Regions from separate parts of the Cydia pomonella genome. Here region 1 is linked to region 2. The links are chromatin contacts, called in public Hi-C maps. All regions are on one chromosome and are shown on one strand. The core of a region is the stretch at or near the end of the contact, and the rest is flanking DNA. Distances in the headings are between cores, read along the strand shown. Region 1 holds the start of LOC133527487 (membralin). Region 2 holds the start of LOC133527585 (dystroglycan 1).

The links. Hi-C and Micro-C count contacts between places; a contact is called where the count stands out from the background.
Region 1: a contact with region 2 is called in a Hi-C map of whole body, with 6 times the contacts expected there. The contact joins the promoter of LOC133527487 here to the promoter of LOC133527585 in region 2. A contact is called at or near these places in 2 of 2 Hi-C or Micro-C datasets (both in whole body).

The regions. Positions count from the first base shown.
Region 1 is chr18:12,144,692-12,150,270 of ilCydPomo1, reverse strand. It overlaps LOC133527487 (membralin), which reads left to right and starts at 3,767. Exons shown (of 11, transcript XM_061864512.1): 1 at 3,767-3,859; 2 at 4,403-4,944. The coding sequence starts at 4,466.
Region 2 is chr18:11,820,377-11,826,487 of ilCydPomo1, reverse strand. LOC133527585 (dystroglycan 1) reads left to right here and starts at 2,297. Exons shown (of 20, transcript XM_061864645.1): 1 at 2,297-2,534.

The DNA.
Region 1 (5,579 bases), core at 2,518-5,017, 320 kb before region 2:
CTGTTTGTCGTCTTGTTCTGCTCTTAACAATCACATACTTCACCTTGAACGGGTCATCTTTACTAATTGATACCTCTCTTACACTCTTCCAAACTTATGTTTTCATCTTGGCTGTTGTTTTTCCAAACACGGTAATTTAACTCGCTCTTAAAATCATAAAAACTGTTTTGTGTCATATTTTTGACCAAATAAGGCTCATGATCTGGTGATCTGACCCATCGGACTAGAAGTCTCCACTCTTCAGGCGTATAAATTATCTTCAGTGACGACGCTTTCTCAATAGTTGAATGAACACTATCACCTTCATTTTGTGTATGTCATTTCTCAAGAAAGGAATGCGATATATTGACATTATATTTATTAGCGGCGTAAATAGAGATAATGAATATTTAATATTCATAATACCTTATGCATAATGGTAACATGCCAGTAGTGCTGTTATTTAAATAAATACATATAAGATATATAAAGACACCCGGTTGCATACTAAATCATAATAGGTATTACCTACATTTCAGTATAATTTAAAACTTTACTATAATTAAAATTACACGCAATATTATTTACTAATTGATGCCTATACTTTTATTTTATTTTATTTGCGTTTGGTACTTGTCCATGTTTAACTTAGAAATATACATATATGTCACGTGCGTGCCGTAGAAAATAAGGGTAAATTCGCTGTGACAGACAGATAGACAGACATACCACGAGAGATCCTATAGTGCGTTTTTTTTTCAATTCGGAAATACGTACATAAATATCCCTAAAAAAGCTACAATTTCTTTCACCCACTATCATTACTACATGCGAAGTGAAAATAAAAATAAACAAAATTGCGCTGCTAATCACTTTATAGTATTTATGGGTAATCTATAATGATATATAAATTAAAATTAAGCAGATTGGATCTATAATTATACCATTTTTCTGTGCTTAAACTATTCAATAAAGATGTATGTTTATCCATTTCATGTAAAAAGGGCGCAAGTGTATATATCGAATCAATATTTTGTGGCTAATAAAGCTACATGTTTATTTGCGGCTGGGAATATTTTGTGCAACAAAGGCATATGTGACTTTGTGACTACCATTTTTAAGTTATATAACAGTATGATACAAGCAGAAAATAACACCAATAAAACATTATTAACACGTTTCTTTCAAAAAATATGTTAGTACCACATAGACCCGTAAAAAACAGACGCAACTGAACTTACATCGTCGCGTGCGCAGCTAAGGCGCTTGTGGTAACATCGGGAAACAACGACGCACGTGCGGTAGCGGCATTATTTCATTTTCAACTGATCACATGCGTCGGTGTTCGCTTGCTTTATTTAAGAATCTAATAAAGATACAGAAAAAAGGATTTTTGTTTTTGATAGTATACAACATTTGTGTAACTTTCGCGAGATAAAATCGATTTTGGTATAAAGTCACATGTGGCTTTATTGCACCAAGGGTACGAATTATTGATTTTATATTCACTTAAATCTTTCGTCTTAAGAGATATTTTTCCCGATTGATTAGTAGTGTAAGTACTATAAATGGAGTCATATTTTTAGGTATGTACTTACTCTATTCGTCGTTTCGCGATCTCTTTTTATACTACGTCAGTGGCAAACAAGAATACGGCCCGCCTGATGGTTAGCAGTTTCCGTAGCCTATGTACGCCTGCAAATCCAGAGGAGTTACATGCGCGTTGCCGACTCTAACAACCCTCCCTCCCCTCGTTGAGCTCTGGCAACCTTACTCACCGGCAGGAACACAATACTATGAGTAGGATCTAATGTTATTTGACTGCGGTAAGAGGCTGCGGAGTTCTCTGCTCTAATCTGGAATGACATCCGCTGTGCTGTGCCCTACCACACAAAGCGACTGTCTTGTGGACGACTGTCTTGTGGACGTAGTAAGGCCGTACCCGGTTCCAAACATAGATAGTTATATAATATAGATAGTTATTTGATACAAACCACAACTAACCGTTTTCGAGCTGACTGCCTACGCTATAAAATATAGGCTATTCCAGAAACCTGTTAGCTCGTTAGTGAATAACAACTCAATCAACCTGCCATTAAATCACACGTGAACATCATTAATGTTAACGAATCGTTTCACCATGTCATTCCGTCCCCAGCCAAAGCTCCAACTTTATAGAATTAAAAAAAAAAACTCTAAGGAGTCTCGCACAATTTAGCTGTCAGTCAACCCTATGGTTCTGTAAAGGTTTTGTCTGACATGTGCACACAATGATCCTTCATAATGTTCACGCTGTGTCCGGGCATAAAAGTCCCCTATTGTATTACAAATAATCCGTAAAATTAATGGCTGCTCCTTTGCGTAGGAATTAAAGCTGTGAAAAAATATCCTTTGGGAAGTTGGATTTAATTTTTCTCAAAATCATCTATTCAGAGCTTTAAATAAGTTTTCGAAATAGGCAATGCAGCTTTGAATAAAGCGTAGGTGAGTATTTAAGAAGACTAAAGGTCCACCAGATTGTCCTTATATGGTTAAAGGGTGTCACTTGAGTAATTGGGATGCTCGGAAGGTACATGTATATATCACATGGGTGTAACTTGCAAGATTTGATTCAGAGAGACATCGAGACATGTTTGGACCCGGCTACGTCCTTAAACTACGTCCAAAAGAGAGGTATGGGCATTCTGAATGTCATCACGCTTTGTGTGGTAGGGCACAGGGTCCAGATTTAGATCAGAGCCCAACTGGGGAAGTCCCTCCTTACAGAAAACCGCAGCCAAATAACACTAGACCCTACTCATAGTTTGTGTTCCTGCCGGTGAGTAAGGTTGCCAGAGCTCAACGAGGGTGCGGAGTGTTAGGATCGGCAACGCGCAAGTTGCAGGCGTACATACGCTACGGAGACGGCAGGCAGGCAGGCCGTATGCTTGTTTGCCACTGACGTAATATAAAATAACCGGCCAAGAGCATGTCGGGCCACGCTCAGTGTAGGGTTCCGTAGTTACTCTTCCGTCACAATAAGCTAAACTGGAGCTTAAAGTATAGTAAATTGTTAAACAAGGGATGAAACGGTACCTTTCACCTGAGTTAAACAAATAGGCAAATTTGCATAATCAGTACCTAATTAAAATAAGTCTTTTTACTATGAAGGGAAAACTTTTTGCGATAACTCAAAAACAGCTAAACTGATCATGTCCGTTATAGTTTTCATTTAATGTCTTTCTTAAGCTCTACTTTCACGATTTTTTTCATATTTTTTGGACCTATGGTTCAAAAGTTAGAGGGGGGGGGACACATTTTTTATTTCTTTCGGAGCGATTATCTCCGAATATATTCACTTTATCAAAAAATGTTTCTTAAAAACCCCTATTAGTTTTGAAAGACCTTTCCAACGATACCCCACACTAGAGGGATGAAGCTAAAAAAAAAATTCACCCCCACTTTACGTGTAGGGGAGGTACCTTAAACAAAATTAAATTTTTAGATTTTATTGTACGACTTTGTCGGCTTTATTGATTTATATATCCATGCCAAATTTCAGCTTTCTAGCACTAACGACCACGGAGCAAAGCCTCGGACAGACAGACAGACAGACAGACAGACTATAAGGGTTCCGTTTTATGCCATTAGGCTACGGAACCCTAAAAAGAGGTAGGTATGGTATGGCCATGATAGACAAAGAACCTAAGCGGCGTTTGGTTTCAAATCGACATACGGTCATTCGGTCTACTAGCGCCATCTAACGGTATGCCTCTGAATCATCAGAAACATTACATGATAATTTATAATCTTAATAACCGATGAACTCTCAACACATAACGAAAAAAAAAAAAAATTGTAAAGTATTGTATTCCATTCGCCTTAATATTTACGGTTTACGGTAATTATTTAACTTGTCATGTTGGTCAACTGAGTTTTGTCTGTAGCTAAATCTAAAATGGTAGTATTTTTTGTTAGTGAAAGTAAACAACTCTGTCTATGGTTATTTAAAAACATTCCATGGTCAAGATCCAAAATCTTCTCAACTCGTATCCAATGACATGTCAAGAATTTGACAGTTTCACATATTTATCCATATTTTCACACTAGAAAGTAGCTTGTGTCTTAGGATTTTATCACTTGAAATTAGTGTTATTCGTCCCATAAAGCTGTTTCTCTAAAATACATGCCTTGAGTAAAACAACGTATTTATCATCTTCAAAACTGTTTTTTCTAAACGGAGGTCAGTCCCTTCTGTTTCGATTATGGATATTTTTTGTTGATAGCGATTCCAACGTCATTAATAAAATTATCGAAACCTGACAACAAACATAGATTCGATCGATGTTATTGTACCACGCATTTGGCAACTTTTGGACCTACGTCCTCTAACAGTGACAGGAGGTTAATATCTGAAGTGTTCTACTATTATTTCTTCTTCTAGGTGGCATGCGTAAAATGCGATTGAGATAGTGCGTTTACCATCCAGTACACCAAAGTTGAAGCCATGAGTAATGCAGGAGGCCCCCAGATAATGAATAACTTGCCACCAGGAGTGAATCCTGAGAACAACTTGCTGCCAGGAGGGCCAATATTGAATGCCACAATGAATCGTAATAGGAATAATAATCAAAATCCTTTATTCAATGTGAGAGAAAGGCTGTTTCATGCTTTGTTTTTTAAATTTGCTGTAGCCTATGCAAGGACATTTCCGAGGCCAGTGAGGAGGTTCTTTGAGTTCCTCGTGCTATTAAAAGCAATTGTGGCTTTCTTTGTGCTTGCTTATATTCATATAGCATTTTCGAGGACACCAACCACCTGTTTGAACCATGTGAAGGACTCATGGCCTAGAGATGGTATACTGCGGGTCGAAATATTAAGGAATCCGGCTCATGACTATACTATTGAGCAGAGTTATGCTAAGGAGAATAAATTAAAAAAAGACAATGATGACACCCCAACGTTGGGCATTTTGGCTACTGAAGGGTGAGTGTTTAATTTTATTTTATGTTCATTTGTTGTACAAAGATAACAAATACAAGTTGCATGAATTTAATATTAAATATTTGTGATCAAGTATAAATCTATAGGAATTATAGTGATGGATGAGTAGCCTTACCATGACTGCCTTGTCAGTGTCAAACTGACATATTTGTAACTTACTGCGTACTTAATTTCTATACAACTCGCTTGTACTGAAATTCCAATACGGCCAAGATGCATAGAAAGTAAGTTATGCTCATGTTAGTGCATATGTCATTGTCAGTCATGGTAAGACTACAAAACAGAACTACAAACTAGGTACAAAACAGGGCTGACTAAATTTACCTTATTTAGTGTCTACAATCATGTAGTGTAATATTAACACATAACTAGAAATACTACAGATTTGGAATTATTTCAAAATATGAAATTACAATATAATATATATATTACTAATCTGTATAATTTATATTATGATCAACAAAGAAAATTTATTACATACAATTATAAAATGTCTAGAAATATAGGTACATATGAATCATCATCAAAAATCAATACTTAATAAATTCTTCACAATGTCAAATAGATAATGAAATAATAATAAATTATGGAAAAATGACAGTATAGCTAGTCAATAT
Region 2 (6,111 bases), core at 1,048-3,547:
TATGAAACAGAATGAAAATCATAGAAGACTTCTTTGTAAGGTAGTCCAACTAATAACTTGTTTCAACAATAGGTGTCGCTAGCACGAAGCAGATGTGTATTGCCAGGAAAAAAAAATTAGTATGGGGAAAACTTTCTCTAAATGTAGGCATTTACAGACCTTGAAATAAATATGCGATTTTGAATATTACAGTGCAGGCTTAGTAGGGCCGCAATGTATTGTAAATCGCATGTGATTATCGGTGAGGTTTTGTAGAGGCCATTTGACAGAAATATTATAAATTTTCAAGCAAATCAAGACGACGATCTCAAGTCCAGGACAGTTAGAACTCTCGGAACCAAGGTGCTTTCATACAAGGGGAGTAAGTACTGTCAAACAAGTGAATCTATAAAGTCAATTAACTTCACTTCATGTATTCGCAATTTATATTCATTCACGACGTTTATATTCATGAAAATGATAATTAATTACATACGTATGGTAACATTCATTCAATTGTCACTTGATTTGATAGTCACCCTAAAGAAAGAATGGCACAGAAGTCTCCCTCAGGCTTAGGAGAACACAATGCCATCTTCAATATTTCAAGTCTTGGAACAAAAGTCAGATTATGGGATGTTTCCCTATAACTGGCTCATAAATACTTTTTTCAAAACAATGGCAGCATTGGTAGTGACCTTGCCTATGAAGCCGATGATCATGAGTTCAAATTCCGATAAGGGCATTTATTTATGTGATCGGCAGATCAGCACAGATATTTGTTCCCAAGTCATGAGTGTTTTCTATGTATTTAAGTATTTACATATTATATATATAGTTGTCTGAGTCATAAATAATCTGCATTAAGCTTTCGGGTTTATCATCATTGGAAGTAGAAGTGACAACTGTAAAAAGTTGTCATAAGCTCATAAGACAGATAGAGTCAGACCCAACTAAGTGTAAGTTGGCAGCGATTTTGATAGTCAAAGACTTACTTGACTTAAAGTCCTACGTCCCCTAGGTGGGACAGAGGGCGTCCACAGTGCGCTGCCATCTCGTTCTGTCTTGGGCTGCGCTACGTGCTTCGCCTTAGGCCATGATAGCCCGATTGCTGTCAACTCGGATGCCATTGAACGCCGCCAGGACTGTTTGGGACGGCCTGATCCTCTCTTGCCATGCAGGGTCCATTCTAGGGCTTGCCTATTAGGGATGTGGTCGAGATCCCTTCTAAGAGTGTGACCGATCCAGGTTCACTTGCGGCGCGCGATCTGGTGACCGATCGAAGTTTCACGGCAGGTATCTGATAGGCGAACATTAGATATTCTCTCGGGCCAGTATATCCCGAGAATCTGTCGAAGGCACCGGTTAACAAACACAATCCGCCGCGTGATGTCCATAGTGACCCTCCACGTCTTGCATCCATATATCAGCACGGTTTTCACGTTCGATCGGAAAATTTTCAATTTTACTCCTCTCGTCAGTTTTCGAGACCGCCATATAGGACGAAGCTGTGCGAAGGTTGCCTTAGCTTTGAGTATCCTAGAAGTGATGTTCTCTTTAGTTCCTCCGGTTTTTGACACAACGCTACCCAGGTAAATGTATGTACTCGCTCTATCTGCTCAGCGCCTAGATTTAGCGCTAGCGGGTTTCCCCCCTTCGTACGCATTGCTTGGGTCTTCCGGGAGTTGATTGTTAGCCCATCGGTCCTAGCCTCTCGCTGTAAGTCGTCTAGTTTCGCTTGCATGTCGGCGTGTTTGTGGCTAAGCAGGCAGATGTGATCAGCGTAATCTAGGTCATCCAGCTGACCAGTTAACCCCCACTCTATGCATCGGCGTTTACCATCATTTACGTGGTGCATAATTCCGTTCAAGACGATGAGACAGCAAGGAAGATAGGGAGATATCTTCGGAATAAGGCCGTCGTGTACGACTTTGCTGTCGTAGTTATTGTACACAATTTTTAATAGGTCTCGCAGCTTAGGTGGAACTCTAATCTCATCCAAAGAGTAGTATAATATAGTTGATAGCCCAGGCTGTATAAACGTCATAATTTCATGAGTTTTTGAAGTTTATTATAACATTTGCACTGTTTCGGCTATTTTAATGTATACTTCTACAGACCTTGCAATGAATCACATACGGTTTTAGATAATTGCCGGCTAAGTAGGTGCAATGAATACAATTGATAGACCAAAATCCGCCGCAACAATTATGAGTGAAGCCAGTATACTTCCGTTTGACGTTTGAATCGCAGTCAAAATGTGCAGTTTTTAAATTTATAGCTGGTATCACTACGTTAGGGCGCAGGGCGATCAAGCAGAGTTAGCAGAGGTAGAGTGGAGAGGGTGGCTAGTTGGGAACGTCAGGATCGGATGGGGATTGGTTTGTCGTGATTTTTTACAGGTGTGATTTGTGTTGTGTTTATATAGTTTATAAATGAAAACACTTCTTATTTCATTTTCTAAAGACAATACCAACACAAGAAACCTGCATATACACGGACGCTGCAGTGTCAACACATTTCGAGAAGCCCGGGGTTTGGTCATGTGAATTTGTGTAAGTATTATAAATTTGATTATTTTTTATAAATAATGTTACTCTTAAGTATTTAAATCTGCCTAGATATTTATAACAGCTTGATTACGTTAAAGTTTCAGCCGGTTTTTGTTTCTTAAGTTCGGTATTTGGGTGAGGTCATTCATACCTTACCTTATCTAGGAATAGATAATAATATTAATGTTTGGGTAATGCATCGTAGTAATATTGAAAACAGAAGGTTAGGGTTGATACTAGAAATGTTTACGCGTATGTTACAAACCTTACGGCCGGAATTGCAGGTTTGATCCTTGCTTTCAAAAGGAGTACTTAAAATAAATAATTCCAGGTGTGAGTGTGACCCAACTTCCTGTGAAAAGTGGTTGCTATCAAAGTCCCAAGACCAAGCGTATTAACTCCAGACTAAGTTTTTCTCTTGTTGATCACCATTAAATCCAAGATTTTTATTTATTTAACTTTGTATCTTTAATAATTTTATATTAAACACCTGTGTATTGGTATTTGGTTTAGGCTCTCATCATTGGGATGAAAATTCATATAGGTAGTCAACTTAGCAAAGCCCTCTCCATATTAGTAATTTCAATTTCATTAAGTAGTGTACCAATGACAGCACCAGAAACATACATACAAGTGCTTATCTTAACCTCAATCATAAAACTTCATTCATCATTCTTATCTAAGTAGTTTTCCAAGTGCATCCTGAGGACGCTTCAGCTCTAATTTTTGGTAATCTATTTCCAAAAATTGTCTTTTTTGATATGACAGACCGGTCTGCCTATTTGGTAGTGGCCCTGCCTATGAAGCCAATGGTCCCAGGTTTAAATCTCAGTAAGGGCATTTATTTGTGTATTGAACACAGATAGTTGTTCCTGAGTCATGGGTGTTTATGTATTTAAGTATGTATTAAGATATACATATGTCTATTGTCTTCTGTTACCCATGTTACAAGCTTTGCTTAGATAAGGACTAGGTGGATCTGTGTAAGATTGTCCCAAAATATTTATTTATTTTATTTATTCTGTGAGCTGACATATGACTTTTCAAACTTGGCATTATTTTGATTAGTTGCCTTTCTTGACATAGTTATAATAAATCCTTGACAAAGTGTGATTGGTAAATTATCTAATTTCGAAAAAGTTGGCAATCTATAAGGTAGAAATAAGTTTCTGACAAAAATTATGTTTTTTGTGCACACTTTTCTTTGCTTCGCTGACTGTACTCTTCTTTCCACAGGCAACTAATGCTCATCGAGACAATTCTAAAAACCCTAAACACAATTAGTCTGTATTGTTTTATCACAGAGTTCCTATGGTCACCTCCAGTCTCCATCATCAGATCAGCTTGATGGTACCATAATATTGCATTGTCACCGGACTTAGTTATTATGTATTAAAATTTTAAGCTTCATCGGAAAATGGGAAGTGGGTCAATATAACTTGGAAGTTTGGATTACAGATCCACCAGACCACAGGATTGTTGAAACTAAATGAAAGCTTGTAAAAAAAAATATTTATTTATAGACTCACATAGGTAGTAGCGCAGTAGTCACAACTGTCACAAGGCAACATTAGACGCTTGAATAGGTGACATGGTTTAAACACATTAAACCCACAACCTTTGGTTTGGAAGTGTCACCCCTACTACTATTACTGCTTAGCCAACAGTAATTGGTTTGGAAGTGTCACACCTACTCCTATTACTGCTAAGCCAACAGTGCTTGGTTAAGAAGTGTCACACCTACAACCTACTAGAGTCTGTGTGGAAAGAGAAGAGTTGTGAAATGTATGGGAGTCAATACATTCTATGACTCTTCTTTTCCCACACAGACTGGATTACTGCTAAGCCAACAGTACTCAATCTATTTCTCATATGTGATGAAATACAATGTAAACTATATAGCAACACTCAAGGGAGCGGACACTTTGGGATGATATTGAGAGTATATTGAGTGACATAGTTATTTTAACAATGATAATTCTAACATTACTTAAGGAAATATATTTTAGTTAAGGAATAAAATTAATACATTCACAATAGTTTTTATTAATTGCAGGAAACAATTTACATACCTGATAACATTATAAGGAAAAAGGAATAATTATCCTGTTGGCCAGAAGTTAAGAGAACACTCTAAATAGCTAGTTGAATTGTTGACCAATAATTAAGAAGTTATATAGAAAAGTGAAGTACAACATGTTAGGATGAATTATTTATTATTTATTGGGACAACATAAGACGATAATACAGTAAATAAAGTTACATGAACTAACTAATAATTAAAACTCATCTTCCTGTTATACCTTGTTTATAAAATTTAGAATTATAATGTGTTAAGGTGCCCTGAGACTGTGTTTACCTCTTTGGATGTCTAGACTTTATCTCTCGCGGAAGTAGCTGCCAGCCCTTTGGTCATCTGAGACATCCACGAGGCATTGGGAAATCTCTTCATATGGGTATTTTGCGCTGGGCCCCCATGGTCCCAAAGTTTCGACGCCAAACGGCGCAAATATCTAGCCCATTAGGATTATATTTCACCTTAAAATTGTAACAAGCCAGATGGACTGGGTATGAAATACTTGAATTACACTACTCTCTCTGTGGTACACATGTGGGTAAGACCGCTAAAGCTAATGCCTTGTGGTAAAGGAACAGGGACATAATATGTTTATAAGCTTTCAAAATCATTAAATAGTTGGTAAGGTGCATGTGATAGGTTCTCTGACCTGTACATGATACCCATAAGTATCTAATGATTTTTTTTTTCTTTGTATGGAGGAGATTATTTCAAAGATGGTATGTAGTTATATATCTATTAGGTTAGAGTTCAACGAATATTGATTACAATTAAAAATTGTAAAAAAATTTTAGATGACAAAATTTTCACCTCCAAGTAAACACTGCGGTTACTACAGGTTTCAAAAATGAAGCTGTATTTGATTTGCAAATACCTATTCGAGTTGATGTTGATGCTTTCTTTTACATGTGTAATATTAGTATTTAAAATAAACAACAACCATATCTAGTTTGGTCTAAGAATGATTTATTCATCTGTTTCATCATAGACACAAAAACATAAAGTCAAAGACAAACTAAACATACTCTACATCTTCCTTTTCAACATAAAAGAAAATAATAAATTGTAAATGTAAAAAAATTAAAAAGTACTACATACATAATCGCCGAGATGCTTAGGAGGCCTAACATCTCTGTTAGATCTTCTAAGAGGCATTGGAGGAGCAGAGGCCTCAGTAGCACTCGTCGACTCCATGTCAGTCTCAGGAGCTGCAGCTGAATTCAAGTCAGTAGCAGGTGGCTGCTGAACAGCTATCTGAGACCAAGCCGACTGTACATGTGGTTGGACAGGCTCTCTACTTTTGTCCACTTTGATGAACCATGAGTTTCTAGTTTTTAAGTTTCCATAACAGTCTCTTATTGTTACAGAGCGCGGGTTGTTGGTGATTTTGTAAACCGTACCTGGTTTCCAAATACTACTATTTTCATTTTCTTTATAAACTATCTTTTGCCCTTCTTTAAAAATGTCACTTCTAGGTTTTGTGTGTTGATCATAATATGATTT